Linked DNA regions of Arabidopsis thaliana: regions 1 and 3 are each linked to region 2. The links are chromatin contacts, called in public ChIA-PET maps. All regions are on one chromosome and are shown on one strand. Each heading gives the region's core, a stretch centred on a gene start, on an enhancer-like site or on the middle of the called end of the contact. The rest is flanking DNA. Distances are from core to core; before and after follow the strand shown. Region 1 holds the start of DSS1(V) (DSS1 homolog on chromosome V). Region 2 holds the start of NPR3 (NPR1-like protein 3). Region 3 holds the start of RL2 (Root hair defective 3 GTP-binding protein (RHD3)).

Region 1 (4,794 bases), core at 279-2,778, 60 kb after region 2:
CCATCCGTTAGTCTCGTTGATTACGTCTCTGAGATGAGAAGGATAAAGGTCAAGTGACGGGGTTTTCGCAATACCATTGAACTCAGTGTTGAACATCCGGATTATCTCTGAACTCTCATTGTTAACAACAGTCTTAAGCTTCTTATCCCAAAGAACCTAACATAATAACAAAACAAACATTCAAGAAACAGGACAAAGAAAGATTAAAGAGTTCACCAAAGAGATCAAAACTTACAGGAACAGTGTACTTCCCTTCATAGTTTGGGCTAGCAATCTCGTAGAGTTCTCTCACACTTTTGGCACCATTAAGATAGTCAGGCTCAGCTCCAGGGAGCTCGGTATCCGAATCCGGGAAAACCCATCCTCTATGATCATCAGTTTCCTTGGTTCTTCCCCAAATGGCATGAACCGACTAATCAAATCAAATAAAACAGAAATGCTTCAGGTTAACAAAGTCTTCTAATTCGATATGAGCAATGAATTTGTACTAACCGAGAAGGTGATTGCTTCATCAAGTCCTTTGATCTTTAAGTAAGAAAGACATCTACAAGCCCATGGACAAGCATAAGATATGTAAAGATGGTATCTTCCTGATTCAGCTGGAAACTGAGAATCAGGATCTTGTGAAACAAAGTTGCGGAATGTTGATGCTGTTCTTACAAAAGCTCCAGATTCTGATGTCTCATCAACCCCAGACCTAGCCATTTTGCTACTAATAAAAAATCAAACACGAAAATTCACATGACAAACGAAAAGAATAAAAATTTCAGAATGCACAATTTTTCTTTTTCACCTCAATAGAGTGAGTAAAGTTGAAAACTTTGAGAGATTTCTTATAGATGGTCACTTGTCACATAATCAATCTCAATTTTCTCTAGGTAAAGGATCACAGGAAACGAATCAAAGCATCAAAAAGTTCAGAAATTTCGAGTAGGGTTTTACTTAATTATCTCATTAGAGCTAGAAAAAGGTTAAAATAAAATGTTCATAATTCATAGCCTTCAAATATGATTTTCAACATTTATGGATCATTGGGCCAAAATCAAACCCAGAACTCAGAAAATGTCTAACAAGAACATGATTCATGCAGAGAAGAAGATAAGAGACAAAACCTGTTGACGACGATGTTATGTATTTGGCGTCGAATGTCGCTGTTTTGTGGCGATAAGGTTAAAGAAGAAAAAGTGAGCTTTAAGGAAAAATGGTAATGAGGGATGTCATCTTATAGTGAAAGAGAAGGAATCCGAAAAAGGACTTTGCTTTGTCTTCACTGCTCTGTCACGCCTAGCGAGTTAACTCAGACTAACGAGTTGACTCAGCTGGGTTCTGTGGGGAAAGCGTGACAACTTTTGGACCGGTTTGTATGTCATGGATTTGGTCAAGACGAATGCGACTATTGGACCGGTCTAAAACAGCTTCTTTTAAACCTCAATCGGATATTTTTAATATTGGGTCGGATTCGGTATGAATCATATAAGATTCGGGTCGGATTCGGTATGAATCATATAAGATTCGGGTCGGTTATTGGAAATTGGTAATTTTCCCCTTCTTCAAGTTAGACCCAAAACGAAAAAAAGGTTCGTTTAAAGAGCTCTGGTTGGGTTTAACTTGGAGGAATTAATCGAGTTTGGTGATCTTCTTCTTAGGTTTTTTTCTCGATCTGGTTGATTTGCTTAAACATCTGTAACTATGGCGGCAGAACCCAAGGCAGCTGTCGAAGTGGTGAAGGTGGATCTATTCGAGGACGACGATGAGTTCGAGGAATTTGAAATCAACGAAGGTGATTTTTTTGTTTTATACTAATTGCTTCTTTGATTTTCGAAATTGATTCATCATCGGTTATAAAATTAATGGAGATAAGAGCAAATTTCATTAGCAACTGATTTGGTGATTGATTAGGTTTTGGTATAAATACAAATTTTGATTCTGCACTGTCTTATACAAACTAAGATAGTCTCTATTGTATGAAGTTGGGTAGTTCTGATGCGAAAACGGATCTGTTTGATATATGTTTATGATGATGAAGCTACGGTCTCATAAACTTGATGGATAATAGTGCAGTTTTATGAGCAAACTACTGGTGATTATGTTTGCATTATTAATCGGCAAGGCTTCATGAGCTAAAGGGCCTAAAGGTTATGGTGGATTTAGGAATTATTTGGGGGCATTGAGTAGCTTGGGGGAGAGTTGTACAATTCAACTTAAGCTAGGATCAGTTTCTGATTTTAACAGATTTTGCTTTGCAATGTTAGTTCAGTCTTGAGATTTAACAAATAGCTTTATTGAAAGAATTGATAAAGATGGATATTTTTATTGTTATGTTTGGCAGATTGGTTGGAGAAAGAGGAAGTGAAGGAAGTTAGCCTGCAGTGGGAAGATGACTGGGATGATGATGATGTCAGTGACGACTTCTCGCGTCAGTTAAAGAAGGAGCTTGAGAATGCTAGTGAGAAGAAATGAGGTCCAAGATTGCGAGAAAGGCAGGTCTTCTCATTTAGGGAACCTTGGCTTTTTTGTTTGAATTGCATCCTTTGGTTTATCGTAGCATGTATCGGTTCTCCTTTTCCTTTACACATTATACTCTTCCTTGGATGCAAATTTCTCGTCTTTGAAGATGATAAATTTGAGCTGATAGTAATTCTATTCTGATAATCACCATCTTCTCTCAACACAGTGCGGTGTGGACATGGATTGGTTTACTATGTACATCACAAAATAACCGTAGAGATAACATTCAAATAGACATAGCTGATGTGCGTCACAACATTACATATAGTGTTAGCGTCCACAAGCCAGAAGCGAGAAAACATCATTTTGTTTCTAATATTAACATAAAATCTTGTGCAAGACAACAACCAAAAACGGAAAGCCTAATAACAACTTACCAATTTTCAAAAAGTTCACATCAGGCATAGGCATAGGGTATATGAAGACAGCAAAGATAAATGTAGCAGTCAAAGCCCTCAAGAAAACTTCTCCAATACCTAATTTTCTTCTTCTTCTTCTTCTTTGGAGAGTTTGGTAGTAATCTTGTAACCTCTTTAACAATGGCACCGACAAGAGCAAATTCGTTCCTGCAAAATGAGTGAAAGAAACTGATTAGACGACCTTACCACAAAGTCGATCTTACTACAAAACAAGAGTTCTATTAAATATTCTATTACATGTGTGCTTCCAAGCTCAAGCCAATCCTCCCTGTAACAGTAGATGACTTCAAGGATTTTTCCCAACTTTCAACCATCATTGGTTCCATAGCAAATCTCTCTTTTGTGTTTCTAAAATGTATTCCAAACTCTCCCTCAAGTCTTCTCACTTCGTTTGTTTTCACACTGTAGAAGACTGGAATGACCACGAGTTTTCCTTCCTTGGCAAGCTCTTCCATCTTCACAAGCTCGTTCAAACACCGATATGACTCAGAATACCTCTTTGAGAAGATGGCAAGCGCGATATTCGAGTTCTCTATACTCATGAACACTTCTTGTTTTTGTCCACTTCCTATAAGCTTGAAGCTGTCTTTGAAGACATTGATCCCTGAGTCTCTCAAAGCCCACACGAGATGTTTAATAAAGTTGTCGCCAAGCTCGTCATTGCAGAAATTGACAAACACTTGTGGGCGACGTGTTGGTAGTCGGTCTAGCTCTGCCATTAGAGGCTCAAAAGATTGACCTGAAACACACACAAAAACAAAACTATTAGTACAACTTTTCAAAACTCAAATCATACTTCACAAGCAATATAACACACAATTATAATCTAAAAGACAACCTTTTATGTTAGTGGAATTTTGAGAATTGTTTCTGTCCTTTCTTGAAACATCGATTAGCACTTTCTTCACCTCCTTAACGATTGAGTCAACCAATTCAGACTCATCCCTACCATTACCAATGAGAAATGTACTAAAATGTTTAATAAATGTCTCGATATCTCTTTCTTCTCGTTCAAGCTATACACAATGACTCGGAACCCTAACTGCAAAATTCGAAATGAATTGTAATATAATACCTGTGTCCTGCCGAAGTTAAGCCAATCTTTTGGGGAATAGAGATCAAAGCTTCTTTCCATTTCTTGATCCTTTCAGGCTCGCTTCGATAGTCTCTCTCCAAATTCCGAAAATTATCGCCGAAAGGTCCCTCGAGTCTTTTACAGTTTGTGGCATCCAATCTGTAGAAGATTGGAATGACAACGAGCTCGTCTTGGTCAATCCGTTCCTTCATCTTCACTAATTCATCCAAACACCAACTCGATTCAGTGTATCTCTTCGATAAGATCGCAATGGCGACTCTCGATTCCTCAATCCTGCTCAAAAGATTCTGTATATCTCTACCTCTGACTTCGATCTCATCTGTAAAGACGTTGATCTTCGCGTCTCTCATGGCCTTCAACAGAAACCCGAGGAAGCTTTTTCGTAGCTCCTCTCCTCTGAAGTTGATGAAGACTTGGTGCTGCGGTGGGATTTCTTCACTGTAGATGGAGGGAACCGCCATGGGAAGTGGATTTTTCGTGGATCTTAAGCTTTTAATCGCTCTTTACATTCTTTTGTAAAAAGTCTTCGCTCCCAAAGTCATTAGTTCAAATTTGCATAAAGTCAACTTTATTATTCGACAGCCTCACGACGACAAATAGAAAGTTTCAAACCCTCTTTCTCCGGTAGAGAGTTTTGGTTTATTAGTTTTTATTTTTCCTGACTTTCGATTTCGGTTAGCGATTTCCTTTAATAGAAAGGCTAGTATGCAAAATATTCTAAATTGCAAAATCATATTTTTTTTTGTAAAACAAAAACTATCAAAAATAATT
Region 2 (4,787 bases), core at 2,015-4,514:
CTGAAAGAACAAAGGCTCTCCGTAATGTTGAAACGCCACTGAACTCAGTGAAGTGAATTTTAGACTGGACTGAACAGAGTGACAAATTGGAAAGGCACAGTCCTTCGTTGGTACAATATTCTTCTATTGCTTTACGATGTTGGAAAGGCACACTTAACATATAATGCAACTTGAAATGCTTTCTTTGTTGAAGAAGACAGATAGACAGTATTGGTCAGACAAGCCCCTGCCCCGACCCTATGCCAAAGAGAGCAGCTAACATCTACTTACTGGGACATACATGTGACAGTTCTGTTCAGAATGCATTATTACAGGTTGTTTGGAAGAATGGTTTTTGTTCTTTACTCTTAGCCACCAGTAGTCTTATCTTCTGTAATTATGTAAAGAGATAGCTATGATTGACAAATGATCATGTTTTTTCCTGACTTTTTGTGGAGTGTCTTTGTTTGTTTAAGTTTCAGGTATCTGAGAATATCTTGTAGATAACCTAAATATTAGATTTTTGTATTGAAAACAAAAGATTGCGTATAGTTAGAACGTTTTGGGTTAATCAGCACTCCTAATCTTGTACATCTATCTATCCATCTCTCTTTATTGAAACTGAACCTAAAGCATCTGTATAAAATCTGAGTAACATCCATAAAGAAAAAACCCTTTTAACAAAGATATCTAATTACATTTGACTTATGGTGCAGTTTCATGTTGTGTTGTGCAGGTCATCTCTTATGGAAGAAGAAGAAGGAGAAGATGAAGCAGAAAGACAAGACCGCGCAATCTTAGACTCTTTGTCTTTGCTATATGCCTTTTGGACATCATCCTTAAGCTCTCTATATCTCATTCTTTTCAATCTTCTTTCATGTGTAGATCCCTTCTCAAAATGGAAATCGTCGAGGATGTCGTCGTCTATATACTCAGCCATGTACTTATCTAGAACCTCTGAACCATATGGAAAAAACCTTCGACCAGTCTCAACTGCATTGTGAAACGGTAATGAAGTCAGTCAAGAGAAAATGAGCAACATAAGAAGATGAAGGGTAGACTTACAGAGAGCAAGCTTTTTGTTACCTGTTTTCATTAGAGCCACCATACGAGTAAGAAGTCTTTGGGTTTGCATATGAGGAGTTTCGTTTAAATCAACCTGACTCAAGTTTCCGGTTAACCCACTCGAAGGAGGTGACAAACCCGTGAACTCACTTGTACCTTCTACGTTACCAATGTCCATAGCAACTTTAGCTTCCGTTGGAAAGAACAACTGAGCAAGCCCCACTGCAAAAAAGGTAGAAGCTTTAACAAAAATGTAGTAAAGATACAGAAGAATTCAGTAATTTTCAGTCAATTACCTCTCTTTTCTAGGTACAACAGTCTCATCTGGAGATCTTCAGGCATAGAAATGGAACACATTGGTGTATCTAGAACCATGGGGTTCTTCCTGATTTCTCTTTCCAAGATATCGATGCATAACCTGGCTTTACTAGATTCACGCCCTTTAGCTGTTTTGGTATGATAATCCTTTGGATTTGTCAGTCTTCTTAATATATTAACTGCGCTACGTCCGTCAGATGTAAACTCAGATGCATTGGCGCCTTTATCGATAAGCGATATAATGATCGATGGCTCTCTACGCATCGCAGCAAAATGAAGAACCGTGTAACCCCGGGAATTCCTGTAGTTCACATCACCCATATCCAGAGCAAGAATCTCGGCAACAACTTTCGGATCACTATACACAACAGAATAATGCAGACCATTGGCTTGATCTAGAGTGATATCTGACTCAGTCAAAAGAAGCTTCACAAGCTCAACATCATCTGAATCCAAGGCCTTGAGAATTTTACCGATTCTTTCAAGCAATTTCTCCGAAATCTTGGGACTGGTTTCTTCGTCTTGCGGGGATATAAGTCGAAGCTGTTTAATCTTCTCTGCTACTTCGGGAGGAACTTCCTTTTCAATACAGAACCTGTAAAGATCTGACCTCGCCACTCTCTCAATACACTGATCAAGAAGCTGAGTCAACTTACAATTGAAAGCAACCATAAGAATGGGAAGAACATTCTCAACAAGGGTCTTCTCCACAAAGTTACAAAGCCGCCGCTGCAAGCACACAAACCTTTTAGTTCTCATTGAGGTCTATGAATTAAGAAACAAAGAGACCGAAGAAAAAAGAAGACTTTTCACACACCTGAAAAGATGAAACTAGCTCAGGCACTTGGAGAACAGAGGAAGCATACATCAATTGAACAACAAAATCAATGGCAGGTCGACAACAATCATGAGAACAAACTGGATCAACACAAGTCGAAACCTCCAATGGAAAAGGCTTTAATCTCCCAGTATATATATAACTCAAGAAATACAAGAAAGCTTCATGAGCAACAGCTCCATAAGGTAACATCTCTCTCAACTGATACTTTGGTTTCTCAGTTTTCGAAATTTTCTTTTCTTTCTTAAACAAATCTTGGAAAAACTTACTTCTTGCAGCTAAAATGCATCTATGAACACCAACTGGAACACCATCAACAATGATCTCTGCATCACTGTAATCACAATCTGAATTACTAAGAAGCTGCTCAAGATTGGAGCTGAGTTTGGTTAGACTAACAACTTCAGGATTAGAAGCTGAGCTTGATGAGAAGTGATTGGACCCAATAGAACCATAAGAGAAATGAGAAGATGTGAAACTCAAAGATGATGATGGCTCAGTCAAAGTAGCCATTTTCTCTTCTTCTTCTTCTTGTAGAATTATCAATCTTGCATGAAGATCAAGAAGATTACACAAGTCTGAAGATCGGTTTCAGATACAAAAGCCCTAAATTTACATTTCTAACAAGGAATCAACCAAACCCAGAACCAAAAGAGGAAAATTTGTACACTTGGGGATTTGAGTTATGAAACTATTACTCTTACACCTCTGATTCAATGTACCACAAAAAAAAGTCAAAAGGAAAGGAAGAAACTTTGGACAAGGAATCAAACAAAATTGGGAGAGAAAATAAACCCTAAGAGAATCTGACACAACCAAGGATATAGAGATTGAGATCTGCACAATCGTAAGAGATAAGATCAAAGAGAAGGCAAAAGAACCAAATTGAGATGTATCAAAGAGATAAAAAGGAAGAGAATTTAGAGGAAAAGTCAAGAAAGAAAGAGAGGTATATAAAGGATAAATGATGATGAAATTGAGAACAAACAGGACACAACAGGTGCAAGTGATGGTGAAAGAAAGAGACAGCTTCAATGTGAAGGAAGATACAGAGGAAACAAGAGAGTTAATATAATAGTTTTTTTTGTAAATTTAATAATATGAATTAATAAGCATTAGAATTAAAAACATGGTCTAATAAAGTGTATAAAGAAAGACTCAAATGAAAGTTGACAAATAGAAAACAAAGACTAGAAAAATCCGTGTATGATGCCAAAGGTTCTCCGTGTATGACGCCACTCACTAACATTTTCCACATCTTTCTCTAATTTAACAAATCTATGGATAAACACATATTTTTTTTCTCATCAAAATCACTATTTTTATTTGACTGCGATATATCACATCATTAATATATTTTTATTTACATCATATTATTCAATAGTTTTAATTTGTTTCTTAGGTGTAAATAACTTGTAATGATATGCCAATTAATGCCGTCACGAAATAGCATTAAGTCAAGAAGATTAATATTAAGAAATAGCCGTCACTATTGATGACGGAAGGAAGTGACGAAAGCAAATACGAACGGCATATGAATGACGTGGCTTGTGTGTGGATTGCTGCAATGTGATGACGTATTAAACAATTACACTTTCGGAATAGTAGATAAATCATAAAGTAATAGTAGAGATTATAATAGGCAATAGCTATGCCTATAGTGGTCCAAATTTTTATTAAATTTATAATTTTGTGATGACCAAAGTCATTCTTTGTGGCCTAGTTCCAAATTTTAAGACATAAATAACGTTTTGAAATGAATTGAATATAGATATGAGGGACGACAATTTTGTCTTGATTTTTTTTTTTAAAACAAGAAGATTCTTGGCTTCGTAACAAAGTGGTGAAGTCTCTTATGCTAGCATTCTAGTCGCGTCGGAAATTCGACTCTACCTACAAGGCTACAAATACAATCGGTGAAATGCGTTAGCTGACTATTAAAAAAAAAAAAACTCTTTAAGGATAGTCGTTGAATAGTTTATTCATCAAATTTTTATATGAAATAAAATTTAATTAGCATTATTTCGATTGGCAATGATTCCTATGATTAAATTTTCGACTTTCGGTAATGCTATCGAATATAGAATTCTAACTATAAATATATATTTTTAACAAAAAATAACATATAAGTGTAAACTTGGATAGTGACAATGCAACGTCACTAATACAAATCATATTAGTATATTACTTTGACTTAAACTATCAAATATACGCTAAGTTTTGGTCACTAGTGACGCTGCGTTACTTTGGTAAACCATATGTTAATTTGTATCTTTCGTTCACTAAGTATCACTAAATCATATATTAAACCATCAACGTCACTAATACAAATCATATTACTATGGCTTAAATCATCAAATATGCGATAAGTTTTGGTCACTAAATAATTATTTTATGTATTACTTTGGCTAAAACCATCAAATATTAACAAGACAAAAAAAAGTTTCCTACCAATTCGTTATTTAGATCAGAAGTTTTAACCCATTCAAATTTACAAATTTCTTACATAAACTAAGTATAACGATGTAACCCATAAAGCCTTGAACTCACACAAGATTGAGGACATATATATTGGTAGTTATTCAAA
Region 3 (5,121 bases), core at 1,305-3,804, 36 kb before region 2:
AAATTTGAATGAATAGAAGACCTTGTGAGCAGGAAGGTCCAAATCTCTATTCTCTTTTATAACTTTCCAAATCTGCTGGGAGCTGAAAGAAAATCCTGAAGCAGGAACTACACCACGTCTATCACCAGCAAGTCCCCCAGGTGAAATGGAATGGAAAAACCTCTGCCTCAACTCAGCAACCTATTTGGAAGTTCCCATGAAACAAGGGAATCGGTCTTAGATTTACTTTGATGCTTCAAAAGACGAGTGTTTCACATATCAGAATAATACCTCTTGCTCAAACTGTTTTTCTTTCTCTTCATAGCTGGATAATGCAACAATCATTACCTACAAGCATATATCGAGCGAATTATCAACTAAGGAAAAGATAGACAGGACTATTCATGAACAATTTAGTAACAATCCAGCGCTAATCCAGTTGAAATTCATCATAAGAAGTATCATCTATGTTGGAAAATGATCTCCTTACATTGAAGAATTCATTTAGAGGTGTATTTTTGTGTGCTTCAGGCTTGCGAACTGAATCCCATATCTGCAACAAACCATAACCAGTACCCAAACTTCAGAGAGGAAAAAGCCGTCAAAAATAAAAGGAAACTAAAAGAGACTGCGTGCTACTACCTTCTGAATATCTTCTCTTAGAGCACGTTCAAGCAGCTCTATTGGAGTCTAAGAACAAAAGCAGAAAATCTAAGAAATATGAACTCACAATCAAGAATCATACTCAATTGCAAAAACCAAACCTTTGTTTTATCACGTATGACAAAAAGAAGAGTTGTTTTACGAGGGCTAAACAATCGCAGCATGACCTACAAAAGCAATAATGAGTAATGACCAAGTTATCAAACCTATTGGTTGAACATAACGTTCCAGTTCCATATGTAAGCATATCAGGATACCTGGAAAACTGTCTTTAGCAATGGTTTGTTGGCAGCCTGTTCCCTTCCAATGTCATGGCACCACCTGTGGAGTTCGCTAGTTCATTAATAATCTACCCAAAAAAAGTATATCCATGGCCAAAACGGCCACACCTTTTGCCTAAGATTTACATCATGCCTGTGTTGGTAGTTCATTAATAACTTATTCGATTTCAAATCTAACATAGTAAGATTCAGAAGAGATGTAAAACATAAAACTATCCAATAATAAACTGGCTTTACATCTATCACCTTCTAACACTGGCTGTTTAACTGTGTGCTCAATGTTTAAAATACATCAGTAACGAGCAAACAAAACATACTCACATGTTTATCAGTACAATATCGGCAACAGCTATAGCAAACAGGGCACTTTGTTTCTCAAATGTAGTGTCATCCTGAAAAACACATGAGCCATTGACAAAAAGAATAATAAGAAAAATGCTAGACACACATAAAGTAAAAGGATCAAGTATATGTATAAGTATCGGAAAGATATAAGTATCCATAAATATTCAAATTTTTCTGAAAATTTCATAGCTAGTTAGCCAAAAACATATTGTTGGGTTACAACTAAATATAGCTAACCGTGTGATTCAGTCATCTTACCTCGCCTCTTTCTCTCCCATCAGTACCCTCCAAATCCATAGCAATTGTGAAAGGCTCAATACCAACACACCTAGCCATCCAAATACCTTTAGTTGTTTGACTCCTGAAAATGAAAATGAAGAGTAATTTACAAAGTCAACCCAATTTCAACCCCAAAAGTGGCATTGCCACAAAAAGATTATAAAAAACAATAATTGACAAATGACAATCACTAACCTTCCCGCAAAAGCATCCATTTCCCGAAAACTGGTTTTAAAAAGATGATTCAAAAGTGTACTCTTCCCTGAAATGACATACAACAACAATAAGCATTTGAAATATCTCAGCAAGTCAAAGACTTTGCAAATGTCTCAAGCTGAAATCATTAAGTATAGAATCTAGTAAAGTTGAGAAATTCATATACCCAGATTCCAAAATCAACAAAAAACTGTAACTTTGATTAGAATTAACTTCGAACTTCAAATTAAAGAAGAACAAAAGCAAACTCAGAATATCATACCACTACTTTGAGGACCCATGATTGCAACAACAGCATAAGAAAGACCACAATCAGAAAGCTTCGTCTTTTTCACGAAATTATCCAAACCCTTAACGTTAAATTCACCATTCCCATCGATTAGCTGAGTCGAGCAACCATCATCGTTTTCCCCCATCTCTATTTTACACGAAATTCGACTTCCACGGATCTACAAAACCCACAAAAACGTCATAAAAATCCAAAATTTTGAATGATGTTGTGAAGCTGAATACATGCATCACAGCATCAGCAAGTAGGAACGAAACTACTTTGGGGTTTTTGTTTTTTCTTACCGATATATAGGTCAGTTTTTAAATTCGATTTTTCTGTGATACTTCCAGCCGAAGATTGAGAAGCAGAGATTGAGCAGGAAGAAGAGAAGAGAAAATAGAGAAGAGAAGAGAAGAGAATAGAAGAGAACCGCCTAAATAGCAGCGAGAAATATACGAAGCTTGTTTCTGTCTCTTTAGCTTTTTCTTAAGAAGAGTATACTTTTTTTTGAAGATTGTTTTTTTTTTGGTTCTTTCTATGAGATTATGATATTTTTAGTAAATATTAGATTTGATTTGTAATTTTTCTCTGAAAGAGGGTAGATTAAGGTCACACAAGGATAAAATATGAAACAATAGGAAAAAATAAATATAAAACAATATTTGGATAAGATTAAGCAAAAGACAACAGTTCAAGAGTTGTTGGGTTATACTATGACAAGAACTTATGTTAGACATGATGTGATCACAAGCAGAGGTGAGTGACTCTGGCTACAGAGACAATGGTCTTTCATAGTCTTCTCCTCCTCTTTGTTGAATGCAGCAGAGTTTTGTTTTCATTTAAACTTTCCTTCATTTGCAGATTCTTCTTCTTCCCATCTAAATTTTCATGCATTTGCAGATTCGTTATGACAAGACTCATTACAGAAGATTCCAAGGCTCTTATCATGTGGTCGGCTGAGGAGTTTTCTGCTTCCTTTTTCGTTGGTTTTGCATCTCCTTTTATGTGAAAGGTACCTTCTATATTTGGTATCTCAATCTTAACTGAACAAACAATTTTCTGCTCGTTTTGTTGCCCTCTTTCTTCCTCAACACTGGAAAACGTTTAACACAGTAACAAAAAAGTTTCAAGTTGATACAAGTATAATTTTTTAGAGCATATATGTGATTTCTCTACACAAGATTGTACGAGTTTAACCACGGATTAGCAAACACATTATCCTTCTTTGATATTATAAGACTCTAGACTACTCAAAGATATTAGTTTCACTTCGGATCATGCTCCTAGTTAAGCAGTAAGTAGTAATTAGAAAAGAAAGATTCATGCTAAAGCAAAGAAGAAAGGAAAAAATATACCTGAAAATCGGGTTCGGCCACTTATTCTTGGCGCAAATTTCAAACAACTTCCCTTTCTCATCTTCTGGTTCAACATGTGGACTATCCTTATCAACAACCATTTGTTTTGTTGTCATTTCATATGTTGACGGGTTCTCAGAGGTAGTGGGCAACGAAGATGATTCAACAGAGCAACTCTCAAACAACTTCCCTTTAGTATCTACAGGTTCAACGTATGGACTATTCTCATCAATAACCATTTGTTCTTGTGTCAGTTCATTGGTTAATGGGTTTTCAAAGGCGATGGGCAAAGAAGATGTTTCAGTGGAGCTAATCTCAAACGACTTCCCTTTCACATCTTCAAGTTCAACATGCGGACTAACCTCACCAATAACCATTTTTGTTGGTGTAATTTCACAAGGTAAGGGGTTCTCAGAGACAGTGGACATAGAAGATGATCCAGTCTGTATTTGGAGCTCTTCAGTCTCAAACAACTTCCATTCCACATCTAGACTATCCTCATCGATAACCATTTGTTCTTGTGTCATTTCTTCGGTTAAAGGGTTCTCAAAGGCAGTAAGCAAAGAAGATGATCCAGTCTGAATTACCTCACCGTCTAGATTATCTTGATGAATAATCTTTTCGATGGGCATACATTCTGAGAGCTTCTGTATCGCTTCCTCAGCAGCAAGCAACTTTGCGGTATCTATACGTTTAGCACAACCGGAAGCTATAAACATATCATCCATATATACCTGAGCAATATTTTTTCTGCTGCCACCATCTTTCGAATACCTGAAGTCGATTTGCTTGCCGTGTTTATCAGCCAAACGAAAAAGCATAAGAAATGGTTGTTTAAGTTGCATCCGTAAATCATCCAGTGTATATATTGGCTCCAAAAGAACCCTGAAGATCTGCAAAATTTCCATTCTTTCTACAATAAATTGAGTCATATAACTTCGTATTGTTTACAAATATCTAGTGAAAGAAACACAACCAACCTCCAAGAGTCGTTGTACGTTATATTTCACATCAATATAAACAGCTCCAGCTACACCAGCTAGAAGATTAACGAGAATTTTGGGGGCTTTCACAACTCTGTATGGATCATCTTCTTTGCCCATCAACTCTATGAAATCTGTAGTCTAAGAGATAGACAAAAGATGATGAGTGTATCATAACAACAGAGATGTTCTCAGTTCACAAGAAATGAACTTTAAAAATATACCATTTTTTCTGGCTTTGGGACACTGCCTATAAAGGATTGGTAAATGCCTTTTTTGACGGCGACACAAGCATATTTGTCATGACATGTATTCGCATCTCGCAACACAGACAAATCCTTGGGTTCGAGCATAGGGTAAGTGAGGTATAAGTGTTTCGTAAAGGCGAGAGAAAGAGCCGACTCACCAACGAACATAAGCCCCTGGAATAAAGGTGAATTATTGTGTGTAAGCAGTTCTTTCAGAAGAGTCTTGTTCACGAAACTGTAATTCAAGATCTTCTCCACTGCTTCCACTGAAGAATCCATCTCTGAGCTGAAGAGCAATGGATTATTCTTCTCATCTAAACTTTTCGGCTTTTGTAAATTACTTATGACAAGACTCACTAGAGAAGATTCCAAGGCTCTTATCATGTGGTAGGCTAAGGAGTTTTCTGCTTGCTTTTTCTTTGATTTAATATCTCCCTTCATGTGAAAGGTTCCTTCTATATTTGGTATCTCAATCTTTACTGAACAAACAAATTTGGGCTC

Evidence for each region. ChIA-PET counts read pairs in DNA pulled down with a chosen protein or histone mark.
Region 1: an H3K4me3 ChIA-PET map of shoot shows a contact between it and region 2, with 16 read pairs. The contact joins the promoter of DSS1(V) here to the promoter of NPR3 in region 2. A contact is called at or near these places in 1 of 26 Hi-C or Micro-C datasets (callus) and 2 of 2 datasets of contacts at active chromatin or transcription factors (seedling and shoot).
Region 3: an H3K4me3 ChIA-PET map of shoot shows a contact between it and region 2, with 14 read pairs. The contact joins the promoter of RL2 here to the promoter of NPR3 in region 2. A contact is called at or near these places in 3 of 26 Hi-C or Micro-C datasets (root, rosette leaf and vegetative nucleus) and 1 of 2 datasets of contacts at active chromatin or transcription factors (shoot).

The regions. Positions count from the first base shown.
Region 1 is chr5:18,165,117-18,169,910 of TAIR10.1, reverse strand. DSS1(V) (DSS1 homolog on chromosome V) reads left to right here and starts at 1,528. Exons shown (of 2, transcript NM_123869.4): 1 at 1,528-1,780; 2 at 2,330-3,013. The coding sequence starts at 1,690. The coding sequence ends at 2,460. It overlaps AT5G45000 (Disease resistance protein (TIR-NBS-LRR class) family), which reads right to left and starts at 4,575. Exons shown (of 4, transcript NM_123868.4): 1 at 4,003-4,575; 2 at 3,766-3,872; 3 at 3,165-3,666; 4 at 2,378-3,074. The coding sequence starts at 4,484. The coding sequence ends at 2,906. It overlaps AT5G45020 (Glutathione S-transferase family protein), which reads right to left and starts at 1,764. Exons shown (of 6, transcript NM_123870.3): 1 at 1,113-1,764; 2 at 493-709; 3 at 236-412; 4 at 1-156. The coding sequence starts at 705.
Region 2 is chr5:18,227,245-18,232,031 of TAIR10.1, reverse strand. NPR3 (NPR1-like protein 3) reads right to left here and starts at 3,264. Exons shown (of 4, transcript NM_123879.3): 1 at 2,180-3,264; 2 at 1,341-2,091; 3 at 1,066-1,266; 4 at 454-972. The coding sequence starts at 2,713. The coding sequence ends at 698. It overlaps AT5G45113 (mitochondrial transcription termination factor-related / mTERF-like protein), which reads left to right. Exons shown (of 1, transcript NM_148090.2): 1 at 1-124.
Region 3 is chr5:18,262,049-18,267,169 of TAIR10.1, reverse strand. RL2 (Root hair defective 3 GTP-binding protein (RHD3)) reads right to left here and starts at 2,554. Exons shown (of 23, transcript NM_123884.4): 1 at 2,337-2,554; 2 at 2,026-2,212; 3 at 1,743-1,809; 4 at 1,527-1,629; 5 at 1,245-1,315; 6 at 900-963; 7 at 744-809; 8 at 622-669; 9 at 470-532; 10 at 271-327; 11 at 22-180. The coding sequence starts at 2,179. RTL3 (RNAse THREE-like protein 3) reads right to left here. Exons shown (of 7, transcript NM_001344592.1): 4 at 4,597-5,121; 5 at 4,370-4,513; 6 at 3,390-4,282; 7 at 2,716-3,127. The coding sequence ends at 2,824.